Linked DNA regions of Mus musculus: region 1 is linked to region 2. A link is a contact called in public Hi-C data. All regions are on one chromosome and are shown on one strand. Each heading gives the region's core, a stretch centred on a gene start, on an enhancer-like site or on the middle of the called end of the contact. The rest is flanking DNA. Distances are from core to core; before and after follow the strand shown.

Region 1 (5,466 bases), core at 2,849-5,348, 190 kb after region 2:
ACTCTGTCAACACCCTGTTGTCAGGGAGCAGCAGGCTGGAGCTCAAGAACCCCCACCCCAACACACACACACACACACACACACACACACACACACCCGCCACCAGGATCTGTAAGTAGTTAGTGATTGGTTGGGGGAGCACTTTCTTTAGTGATGTAGCCACTGGTAAGATGCCCATGTTGCTGTAAATAACCCTCCACCCACACTCCTGTAAGTAACCAAATTCATTAGGTCACCTTGACCTGGCCATATCCACCAGAAATGGTGAGAGTCATGAAGTCCCCAGCACAGCTTCTTGACACAGTCCCAGCAAAGATAAGCCAACCGCTGTCCTTCCCGCTGTCCTTCTGTCTCTAACTTTTGGGTTTTGGTCTCTGTCTGTTGAAGTCCTGGGGGCTTTCTGCGTTATGATTCATTTTATGTCTTTTCCTGAAAAAGTTATGTCTGGGTCTTTTTTAGGAAAATCCTAGAATTAACTTTATCTGGCTCTATTTGGAAGTCTGCCTTATGCCCTGGAGATAAGCACAGATAAGCACATAGCTAGATGAGGCCATTACTCCAGGAATCTTCTTGGGGTGTCTGCCCCTGAGCAAACTCTAACAGTATAATTGGTGGAGAGTAAACAGAGACAATAACAAACTCTGACTGGCCAGGAGAATAGGTTACAGACTAAGGTCTCTTTTAATTATAGCTTAGAGCTCTTTGTAAATGTAGTGTAAAGATAGGGGGTCATAGAGGGTACACTCCCGGGAAAAAGAACTCAGTAAATAAGAGAGATTGACTAAAATAAACCTTTCCTACTTTATAGCAAGGATGATGAAACATATAGTAAAAGAAGTTAGGCGTTGGTATTTGTTACTCCTAAAAAGACCAATTCAGATATTTTCTGTTTGTCTGGAGTGCTTTCAAACTGCAAACACTGCCAACCTCCAAGCAGGCTGTCATATAATAAATGTGTTTGATTTGGAGGAGACATTCTTTAGATTCTTTAAATTGAAGTTATAGGGCTGATAATAAAAATAATAATACCTGGGCTGGAGAGATGGCTCAGCGGTGAAGAGCACTGACTACTTTTCCGGAGGTCCTGAGTTCAAATCCCAGCAACCACATGGTGGCTCACAAGCACCCGTTATGAGATCTGATGCCCCCTTCTGGTGTGTCTGAAGTCAGCTACAGTGTACTTATATGTATAATAAATAAATCTTTAAAAATAATAATAATACCTGGTTCTGTTTGTATTTTCTAATTGTGACTGAACTTGTAACCTTGGACATGTAACAAAAAAAATCAACCATAATCTATATTTCTTAGATAACCATTAGTCTGTCCTTGTTCTGTGAAACCTATATAAAGAAGCACCTGACTGCTAGTCAGTCAGAGCTGTCAGATTCCCCAGAACACCATCGCCTGACTCACTCCTCCCGCCCCTCCTCTTATCTCCTCTTCGGGCTGCCCCGTCATCAAGGACCCTCCACTGGGGAAGGCCCTCAGGCAGTCACCAAAGACCTACAGAGTAGAAAGGGACTGCCTCAAAAAGAGGAAGGTGACCAGTGACAGGAGAGGGACAAAAGATAGTACTGGTGGGTAATTATGATCAAACTATATTATGCATATAAGGCTATCTTAATGAACCCCATTATGTATAATGAATTTGCTAATAAACTTTTAAAAAAGAATTGCCTCCTTCTAGGCAAAGGACGGATAATCAAGAGGGCTTGATTTATCTGATTAAGGTGCAATCATGTGATGCAGGCTGAGCCAATGAGAACATCTCCTGGGAATTTGACTCTTCAAGAGAAAGCTCTCAGAGAAGGAAGGGTGAGGCCAGTTCACCACCACAGGAGGAGCCCTGACCAGGGAACTCGTGTAGCTGTCCAGGTTCCTGCTACCTTCTGTACCTTCCCTTGTATCTGTGAGCTAAACATATTGTTCCAGCAAAGTCATAAACCAAAAGACAGGGCTGGAGACATGGCTCAGCAGTTAAGAGCACTGACTGCTCTTCCAGAGGTCCTGAGTTCAATTCCCAGCAACCACATGGTGGCTCCCAACCATCTGTAATGAGATCTGACGCCCTCTTCTGGTGTGTCTGAAGACAGTACAGTGTACCCACATACATGAACTAAATAAATAAACAAATCTTTAAAACAAACCAAAGATAGTGGCTATATATGGGTTTCCCATAGAGGGACACTGGGTCCTGACACTCAGGGCTCCCTGAGTGAGCTCTGGGATGCCTATGCCCTACTAGAAGCCAGGCATTCTGCTAACCATGCACCAGTCCCCAGAGCAGCTAGCCGACCTGGACAACCACTACTGCTTCTAGCAGGAACCATGACAACAAGCTGAGCTCAGCCTCTAGCTTCAGGCGCATTGGTCCGTCCTACACCAAATACAGCTGCTTGCCTTTAAATAATGGCTGGGGATTTGAAACCCCAGAGCTTTACAACTGAAGGTTTGGTCTCCAGGATGACGTTATTGGAATATAGTGGAAGCTTTACTCTTCAAGGCGTTTGGTTTCAGACCAGAGACATGGGACAGAGGTACACATTTTACATACCAAAGCAGACTGTGTCTCCAGATTCTCCCAGCATCCCGCAGTTCCTACCTGGCAAACCCTGCCTTGAACTTTCCAACACTGCCCCTACCCCTCCCCAGGCTCTTCCCTTCCAACGTTTTGCTCTCTCTCTCTCTCTCTCTCTCTCTCTCTCTCTCTCTCTCTCTCTGTGTGTGTGTGTGTGTGTGTGTGTGTGTGTGTGTGTGTGTGTGTGTTCCTGTGCATCCTCCCATATCCCTCACCATGGCGACTCCCCTGGCCTCAATCCTTGGAGCCAGTGAATTTGCCCGAGAGCAGCTTCTCAATAAACCCACTTTAATATAATATAATCTGACTTGAATTGGCTCATTTCCCTGGCAGCGGACAAATAACATATCACAGATGATTCTCAGCTGCCGCTGTCTACTTTTAACCTTTTTGAAGCCCTGGCAAAAGAAAGAAAAGATGGTGTGGTGTTCTCTGTGCCGAACCGCCAAATACTGCAGTGCCAAGTGTGAGAAAAAAAAAGCTTGGCCGGATCACAAGTGGGAATGCCAATGTCTTAAAAACTGCAACCCAGATATCCCATGGGTTCCGTGGCTCTTTTAGGCAGGGTTATCGTCAAGTTTACCCCTCAAAGTCAGAAAGACTTTACTCATTTTATAATCTGGAGTTCAATATTAATAAACTCAATGAAGATAAGAAAGAGGGCCTGAGGTGACTTGCAATGACATTTCAACATTTTGAGAGAGTAGGAAAAAAAGAGATGAAAATGTCTGGATTTTACAGGGAAGAGATTGGGGGGGGGGGGGGACACGACAGCCAAAGCCCAGACCCTGGGCTAGAAAGTTCAAGGTTGGGGGCAGGGTATGCCAGGTAGAGACTGAGGGATTCTGGGAGAATCTGGAGGCCAGGTCTGCTTTGGTATGTAAGATCCACACTTGGGTCTCTTGTCCTTGATCCGAAACCAAATACAAGGGTCAAGAGGAGCTCCTTAGGTCGTTGAAGGTGCACCCTTGCAGAAGATTCTGGGACTCTGCTGTTCTTCACCGGCCTAGTCCCTCTGTCCCTCTGTCCCTCTTCCCTCCTCTGTATTAGTGACTTTTCTATTGCTGTTATGAGACATAATGACCAAGTCAGCCTGTAGAGGGAAGGGACTTACAGTTTCAGAGTGATGGCAATCCTGCCCTCTCTCTCCCTACCTCAAAATGCTTTCATATGCTTGTTTGAAGTGAGCATTGGGGTGAGTGTGAAGGACAAAATAATAAAAATAACTGCAATGGGGGAGGGATGTGAATGTGCTCCGAGGGTTGGCAGAGACTGCCGGTGGCATCCTTTTTGGCCCTATTTTTCTTTTCGTGATGTTTTCAGGAACTGTTGTAACCCTCATCTTAGATACAGAAACAGCCTCAAAAGACGCTACCTGGTTTGCCCGTGTTAATTAAGTGCGAACACAGGACTCAGGCTGGCCTGCGCTGACCCCAAAGCTGGGATCTTCGGGCCAGGCTTGAAACGCTAAGGAAGGTTCTCTAGCTCCACATTGTACACAGAACCACGGGGACAGCACCTAGGTAGTGCTGCCACCTAGCGATAAGATGGAGAACTGCACGTGCCAATTTTTGGTCCCTGTTTCACGCTGAGCTGACCATTGAAGTTCCGGCCAATGGTCATACCTTCCTTGCTCTGCCAGGAGTGGGGTGCACAGTTGTGATCTCTGGATGTAAGCTTCCACCTCTCTGGGCACCCCCAAAGCTCACTATAAAGGGAGTCATAAATGATTGACAGGAAGCTCTCAACAGTTTGGGGGTTCCACCTGGCCTCCACATATCACCTTGAAGACATTTGATGTGAGGGTCAAAGTTCATCCCATACCTCCTCTATGGCAAGTCCTCTAATTTCTGTACTGTCGTGTTCGGCTCTAGTCATCAAGCAACCAGCTAGCTCTCTGGTCACAGAGCAGAGAAAACCCCTGTGCCCAGTGTCTCTGCTCTGCCAGGCTGCCCTGCCCCGTGCCCCACTTCTTCTGTCCGTTGGATTCACCAGCTGAGGCCCGTTTGTGTCAGCACAGTCATTCAGACACAATGACTCAAGTCGGTGGGGGAGGGGGAGCTGTGTCAGCACAGGGTGTTTGACCTTTATGGCAGTGAGGAGTCACCTCAATCTGAAATGTGTGGCTGCCTAGTGATTTCAGTCTCAACTGAAATGCGGACATGAGTGTGATCAATGGGCAGGTGAACAGAAGCACTTCCCCGCTTTCACTCCCTGCACATAGCTCCTTCTGGATCTTCTCTCTTTGTCCAGGTCCGTGACACCTGAACCGTGAAAGAGGAGTTCTCAGAAAATTGGGTACTACCAGAAGATCCAGCAATTCCTCTCCTGGGCATATACCCAGAAGATGTTCCAACTGGTAATAAGGACACATGCTCCACTATGTTCGTAGCAGCCTTATTTATAATAGCCAGAAGCTGGAAAGAACACAGATGTCCCTCAACAGAGGAATGGATAAAGAAAGTATGGTACTTATACAATGTAGTACTACTCAGCTATTAAAAACAATGAATTTATGAAATTCTTAGGCAAATGGATGTATCTGGAGGATATCATCCTGAGTGAGGTAACCCAATCACAAAAGAAGTCACTTGATATGCACTCACTGATAAGTGGATATTAGCCCAGAAACTTAGAATACCCAAGATATAATTTGCAAAACACAAGAAAATCAAGAAGAAGGAAGACCAACGTGTGGGTACTTCATTCCTCCTTAGAATAGGGAACAAAGAAGGAGTTAGAGAGACAAAGTTTGGAGCTGAGATGAAAGGATGGACTATCCAGAGACTGCCCCACCCAGGGATCCATCCTATAATCAGTCACCAAACGCAGACACTATTGTATATGCCAGCAAGATTTTGCTGAAAGGACCCTGATATAGCTGT
Region 2 (5,314 bases), core at 776-3,275:
TCCTATCTCCCGAATGCTGGGATGACAGGGGTGTAACCAACACACCCACCTATTTATCCTCTCACAACGCCTGATTTGTTTACATATTCTTCCTTCTGCCTCCCTTCGTGGGAGAGAAACTCCAGAAGAACAGGACTTAGTTTTGCTCAGGGTTGGATCTCCAGTGCCTAGGACAGTACTAAACATATAGCCCTTGCTAATAATTGTTGAATGCACACTTGTCTGTTTTCCTGGCACTGTGCTACATTCTATTCAGGCTTTATCTTCCGAGCTCTCTGAAGCCCCTACTGGTTGCTCACAGCAGGCCCTAGAACCGGTTTCAGTAGATAAGGAACGTGGAGCGTGGAGGACACAGGTTCCCTGTCCCAATTTCTCACTGCAGGTCCTAGGTGTTAGAAGCCCTGGGAATAGACAAAAAGTTAACAGGAATTCACAAGGTCAGGTGTTCAGGGGGGTTCCACCCCCGAGGCTGCTGTTAACGGCACCATCTGATCCCAGCACTTCACACCTTGCTTAGTGTAAAAGTCCTTGGGGGTACAGGACAATCACAGCCCCCAGAATTCAGACCAAATGAGACAAAGAGGAGGGAGCCACCTTCAGAGGCACTGCAGTTCTGGGGCGCCTGCCTTGCTCACCTCCCTTCTCCTCTCAGGTTCAGGGATGGAGAATGGGGTGGGGTTTGGCCTGACCAGAGGTCTCAAGGAGAGCCAGAGTTCAGTGTCAGGCTCCTGGCTAAAGGCAGGCTCCCTTCCTAGGCGTGAGCCTTTGGGGCTCGTCCAGCTACAAACGCACAGTACATCCTAAGAATCACAGCCTGTCTGCTTGGTGTCTAGAAAGTATTAAGCTTTTGGGGGGGGGGGGCAAAGAGTGGTTTAGACCGGCTCCTGAGATTGAGGTGTCTGGAGTGGATGCTCACTATCCAGCTTTAACCTGACATGCAGGGTGGCCCCGTTCTCCACATCCTTCACAATTTTGTGGTTTTCCCTTCTTGGTCTGCATCAGTCAGCCTTCCAACTGTCTTTTTAATTTTGTTCTCTTTCTTCCTTTCTTTCTTCCTTTCTTCCTTCCTTCCTTCCTTCCTTCCTTCCTTCCTTTCTTTCTTTCTTTCTTTCTTTCTTTCTTTCTTTCTTTCTTTCTTTCTTTCTTTCTTTCTTTCTTTCTTTCTCTTTGCTTTTGTGATGTATATTTCTGTTTTGTTTTGTTTTGTTTTTTGGTACTAGGGATGGAACCCAGGCCTTTGCCCTTGCTAAGACTGGCCTGTGGGGATGCCCGTGGGGCATTTTCTTTGTTGCTGATTGCTGTGGAAGGACTGGGCCCCACTGTGGGTGGTGCTATCCCTAGGCAGCTCCACCACCGTGCCTTTTCCCAAGCCCCTTTAATATTTCACTTAAAATAAATTCCTTATCCCTCAACATCTGCTTGCTTTTTGGCAATTAACAAGCACATGATGCACACACATTGAAGACCTGTGACTGTGAAGGCACACCCCCACAGAGAAGGCAGACAAACAAAGCCCCAGACCTCCGGAGATTTAGAATCTGGAGTTGGAATAAGTGTTCAGCCCTGGGCTAGATCCTTTCCTGTGTTCTTAATGTACTCTAGATTAGCCTCTAGACAGATGTGGTAGAAAGCCACCTAGAATTTGTTAAAATCATAAAAATGTGACACAGACATCTGGAGGCCCTCCTCCTGTCCCAGACGACTCCACCCAACTCCCACCCCTCCTTCCATTTTATTCCGGGGGGGGGGGGGTAGGCGTGGGCATGTCACTGTGCTGGGGCTTTCTCTGACTGTGTGTGTCCAAGGCTACACAACTGGTAAACATTCTCAGAGGCCACCTGTTCTAGGAGGGTGGACCCAGCAGGGCAAACTCATCTTCACCCCACTCAGGCTTATGGTCTGGGCTCCGGGAGTGCAGGGAGAGCAGGTGGGCACTGGGTGTGCTCAGTCTGGGGTAATGCCCATGGCTCCTCCTACAGGGTGTCAGCATCGCTCCACTCCCCAGCCTGGCTGTGTGGTTTGGGCATGCTTGCCAAGTGCTCTGCTTTCTGTTAGGAAAGCGTCAGCTGTTTCCTCATTCTTTCAGGGTCCTGACATCACTGTTTATGCTCAGCAACAAGCAGCCCATAAGCTCATGCATACAAGAGGTGGCCAAGTGTATGCAGCAACAGGAGGAGGAAGCAAGAGCACAGGGACCACTGTCTACATGAGGCAGGGGGTCGCTACCTGCCTCAGACACCTGGCAGAGGTTCTCAGTTGGGACCAGTGGACACCATGACAACTTAGAGTGACTCCAGGACTGGTTGAAGGGACATCATCTGGGACATTGACTCAGAAGGGGGTCTTCCCTATGAATCTGGCTTGCCCTTTCTTCTCCACAGGGGAGCGTTCTGAGGTCCTGAGGGGTGGGGTAACTTAATGTCAGGATCTCGGTCCAATCCCTTAGATTACTGTGCGTTCAGACCCATTGTCCATTTTAACACTCAAAATCCTTTAACTGCATGTAGTATAACTAAATACAGACTCATGTCTGTGTTTTCATGATCAAAAGTATAAACAACATTTTTTTTTGAGACAGTGTCTTGCTACATTGTGAGGCTGGCCTTGAACCTGTCATCCTTCTGCCTCAGGCTTCTGAAGGTATAGACATGAACCACCTCACACAACATTTATTATTGTTATTAATATTATTATTTAAATAAAGGTTGAAATGTTCTCAGAAGCTGAAGAGAAAAGAATACCTCCCTAGCACCTGTGTCACTTCTCCAGAAGGACTTCATGACCTTCTGAATACAAAGTTCCAGCACATTATTCTGACCCTGATACACCCAGGGGTGTAATAAACGCTGGCTTTGAGCTGGTGATTCTCCTGCCTCAGCCTTGTGGATATTACAGGTTTACGCTCCTACACTTGGCTGAAGCAATTTTAATGTCTGATCCAACTCTCATGTCTGGGAAGCCTTCTTGTATATATGTATCTCAGTGTGTGTACAAACGAACACACAGAGGAATGGTTGTTGTTGTTGTGATTGCTTTTATTACATCCAGAGCTCAGGTGAATGAGGAAGAGATCATTTCTGGAAGAGTCTATTCATTTTGTCAGAACAAGCATTTGGAAGCCTTGTCTCAGAGGCCCAGGCATTGCTCATTCCCAGAGGTCAATGTTCCCAGTCCTTGTCATCTTGAGTACGTAAGTGTGTAAGATACTGAACAGAAATTTCCTGGCTTCCCATACTAGAGGTTTAATTGTCCAGTAGTTATTGGAGCCAGGAGCGCATTTTCCCATGAAAGCTATGTTGTGCAGCTAGCTATAGTGGTTCCTTTCCACAGGTTCAGAACTCAGCAGACTGAGGTAGAAGGGACTGTGAGCTCAGGACCAACAGGGGCTACATAGAGACTGTCTCACATACATGCATACATACAACATGCATATATGTTAGACACGCACACACAGTCACTACTGGGTATGAGAATGAGCTAGCCCAAGATAGGATCAGGTCCCAGTTGACTTTTCTGCTGCTGTGATAAAACACATTCTAAAATGTTGTCTTGGGAGGAAAGGGTTTGTTTGGCTGATAGGTTTCAGTCCATCAGGAAGGAAGCCCAGGAGGAAACTGAAGATAGGAACTAGGAAGCAGGAACCGAGCAGAGACCATGAAAGAACGCTGCTCATTGGCCTGCTTCCAGGCTCATGGTCCCAGGCTCTGGAACGGCCCACAGACATAGCCACAGGCCAGTGCAATGGTGTCAGTTTCTTAACTGAGGTCCCCTCTTTCGGGGTGTGTCAAGTTGACAGCTGAAACTCGCTGTGACAGGCCAACAAGGTCCTGATGATAAATGGATGTGCGGGCTAGTTTTTTTTGTCAACTTGACACAAACTAGAGTCAGTTGAGAAGGCACAAACTCAAATAAGGAACTGTCTTCATCAGGTTGGCCTGTGGGCATGTCTGTGGGGCATTTTCTTGATTAATGATTGATGTGGGAGGGCCCAGCCCACTGTGGGTGATGGATGTTACCCCTGGGTTGTATAGGGGAGCAAGTTAAGTGAGCCACGGAGAGTAAGCCAGTGAGCAGTGTCCCTGCATAGTCCCTGCCTCTGCTCCATCATGGCTGGGATTGGGACATGTAAGCCAAAATAAAATCTTCCCACTCCAAGTTGCTTTTGTTCGCAGTATTTGTCACAGCAATAGAAAGCAAACCAGGATGGTGGGGAAAGGAGAGAATTTGACACGATGACTTTTTCCTAAAAGAAAAGAAAATGGGGTAGGGAGGAGGCATGGTCACTGCCCTGCACTGCCCACAGGGGACACCGAGCCTCTCTGTGGCGTTGCTAAAGTTAAAGCAAACGGAGTGGCCTTCACCTGGCACCCCAGGTTAGGGGACAACTGTCCCAAACTCAGCCACAATGCTTACTCACACATGCTTTGGGCAGTGGGAGGCTGGCGAGGAGATCATTTAGACCACAGCCCTACTGTCTCTTCAGTTCTTAAAGCGCATCCTCGAATCACAGCTGTTGATCTGAACCCTGTCCTCCGTGCTCCCGTGGAAATGTGTTCAATGAACTTACTCTGTTAAGAAGTTGAATGGAAAAAAAAAAAGAAAGAAAGACATAAAAAGGAAAGGAAACATGACTGGTCCTAGGTATGGTGGAGGAGAGAGTTTATTATGGATATGTGGGAGAGCAGAGCCAGAGGCAGGGACGTTTGGGAGAGCCCAGAGTGGTCGGGACCCTGAGCTATTTGAGGAAGGGCGAGGAGAAGGGATGGAGAACAGAGGAGCCAGGTGCAACAGCCAGGAGGCCCAGAGGCACAAAAAGAGCAGATATCTAAAGTGATGTGATTATATAGGGAAGAGCACCCTAGGTCCCCCTGGGCAGGACAGTTTAGGGTAGGGGGCAGGGTATGCCAGCCAGGAGGACCCTGTAATAGGTAGGGGCTGAGGGCTACAGAGAGAATCTGGAGGCCAGGAGGCGCCTCAGCTCTTTGTCTCAGGCTTGAAGTCTAACAGAAGTCATCAGCTCCCATCGAGGGATGTTCTAAGAGAATCAGTGATGCTCCTCATCACAGCCCCCCTGAGAATGTCATTTTCTGTTGTTGGCTTTGTTTTTGGAAGGACAAATGCAAGAACTTCTCTTAGGTCTTCACTCTGGGGGCTGCTGTATTTCTCAACACAGCCTTTATTTTCTGCGTGATATAAACCATGCACTCAACCATTCTAACCCCCACTCTTTTGCTTGGCTTGCTAGGAAGCTCATGTTCAAATCTACAGCCTCCTCCTGAACTCATGTAAAGACTCTCCCAACCTCAGAACAGAA

The links. Hi-C and Micro-C count contacts between places; a contact is called where the count stands out from the background.
Region 1: a contact with region 2 is called in a Hi-C map of bone marrow-derived macrophages, with 27 read pairs. The contact joins two enhancer-like sites. A contact is called at or near these places in 4 of 484 Hi-C or Micro-C datasets (CD4 T cells, the HL-1 cell line, bone marrow-derived macrophages and 1 more), 1 of 115 datasets of contacts at active chromatin or transcription factors (microglia) and 1 of 9 other capture datasets (bone marrow-derived macrophages).

Annotation. Positions count from the first base shown.
Region 1 is chr12:85,725,468-85,730,933 of GRCm38.p6, forward strand. No RefSeq gene overlaps it. Among named protein-coding and RNA genes, the nearest start is that of Flvcr2, 18 kb to the right of the region's middle. Within about 2 kb of position 4,099, at least 10 of the 459 cell types and tissues checked have an H3K27ac peak or open chromatin away from gene starts, as enhancers often do. A contact at or near this core is called in bone marrow-derived macrophages, where this site is marked.
Region 2 is chr12:85,539,341-85,544,654 of GRCm38.p6, forward strand. It overlaps Gm32296 (a long non-coding RNA gene), which reads left to right. Exons shown (of 3, transcript XR_381783.4): 3 at 2,087-2,940. Among named protein-coding and RNA genes, the nearest start is that of Gm32296, 12 kb to the left of the region's middle. Within about 2 kb of position 2,026, at least 84 of the 459 cell types and tissues checked have an H3K27ac peak or open chromatin away from gene starts, as enhancers often do. A contact at or near this core is called in bone marrow-derived macrophages, where this site is marked.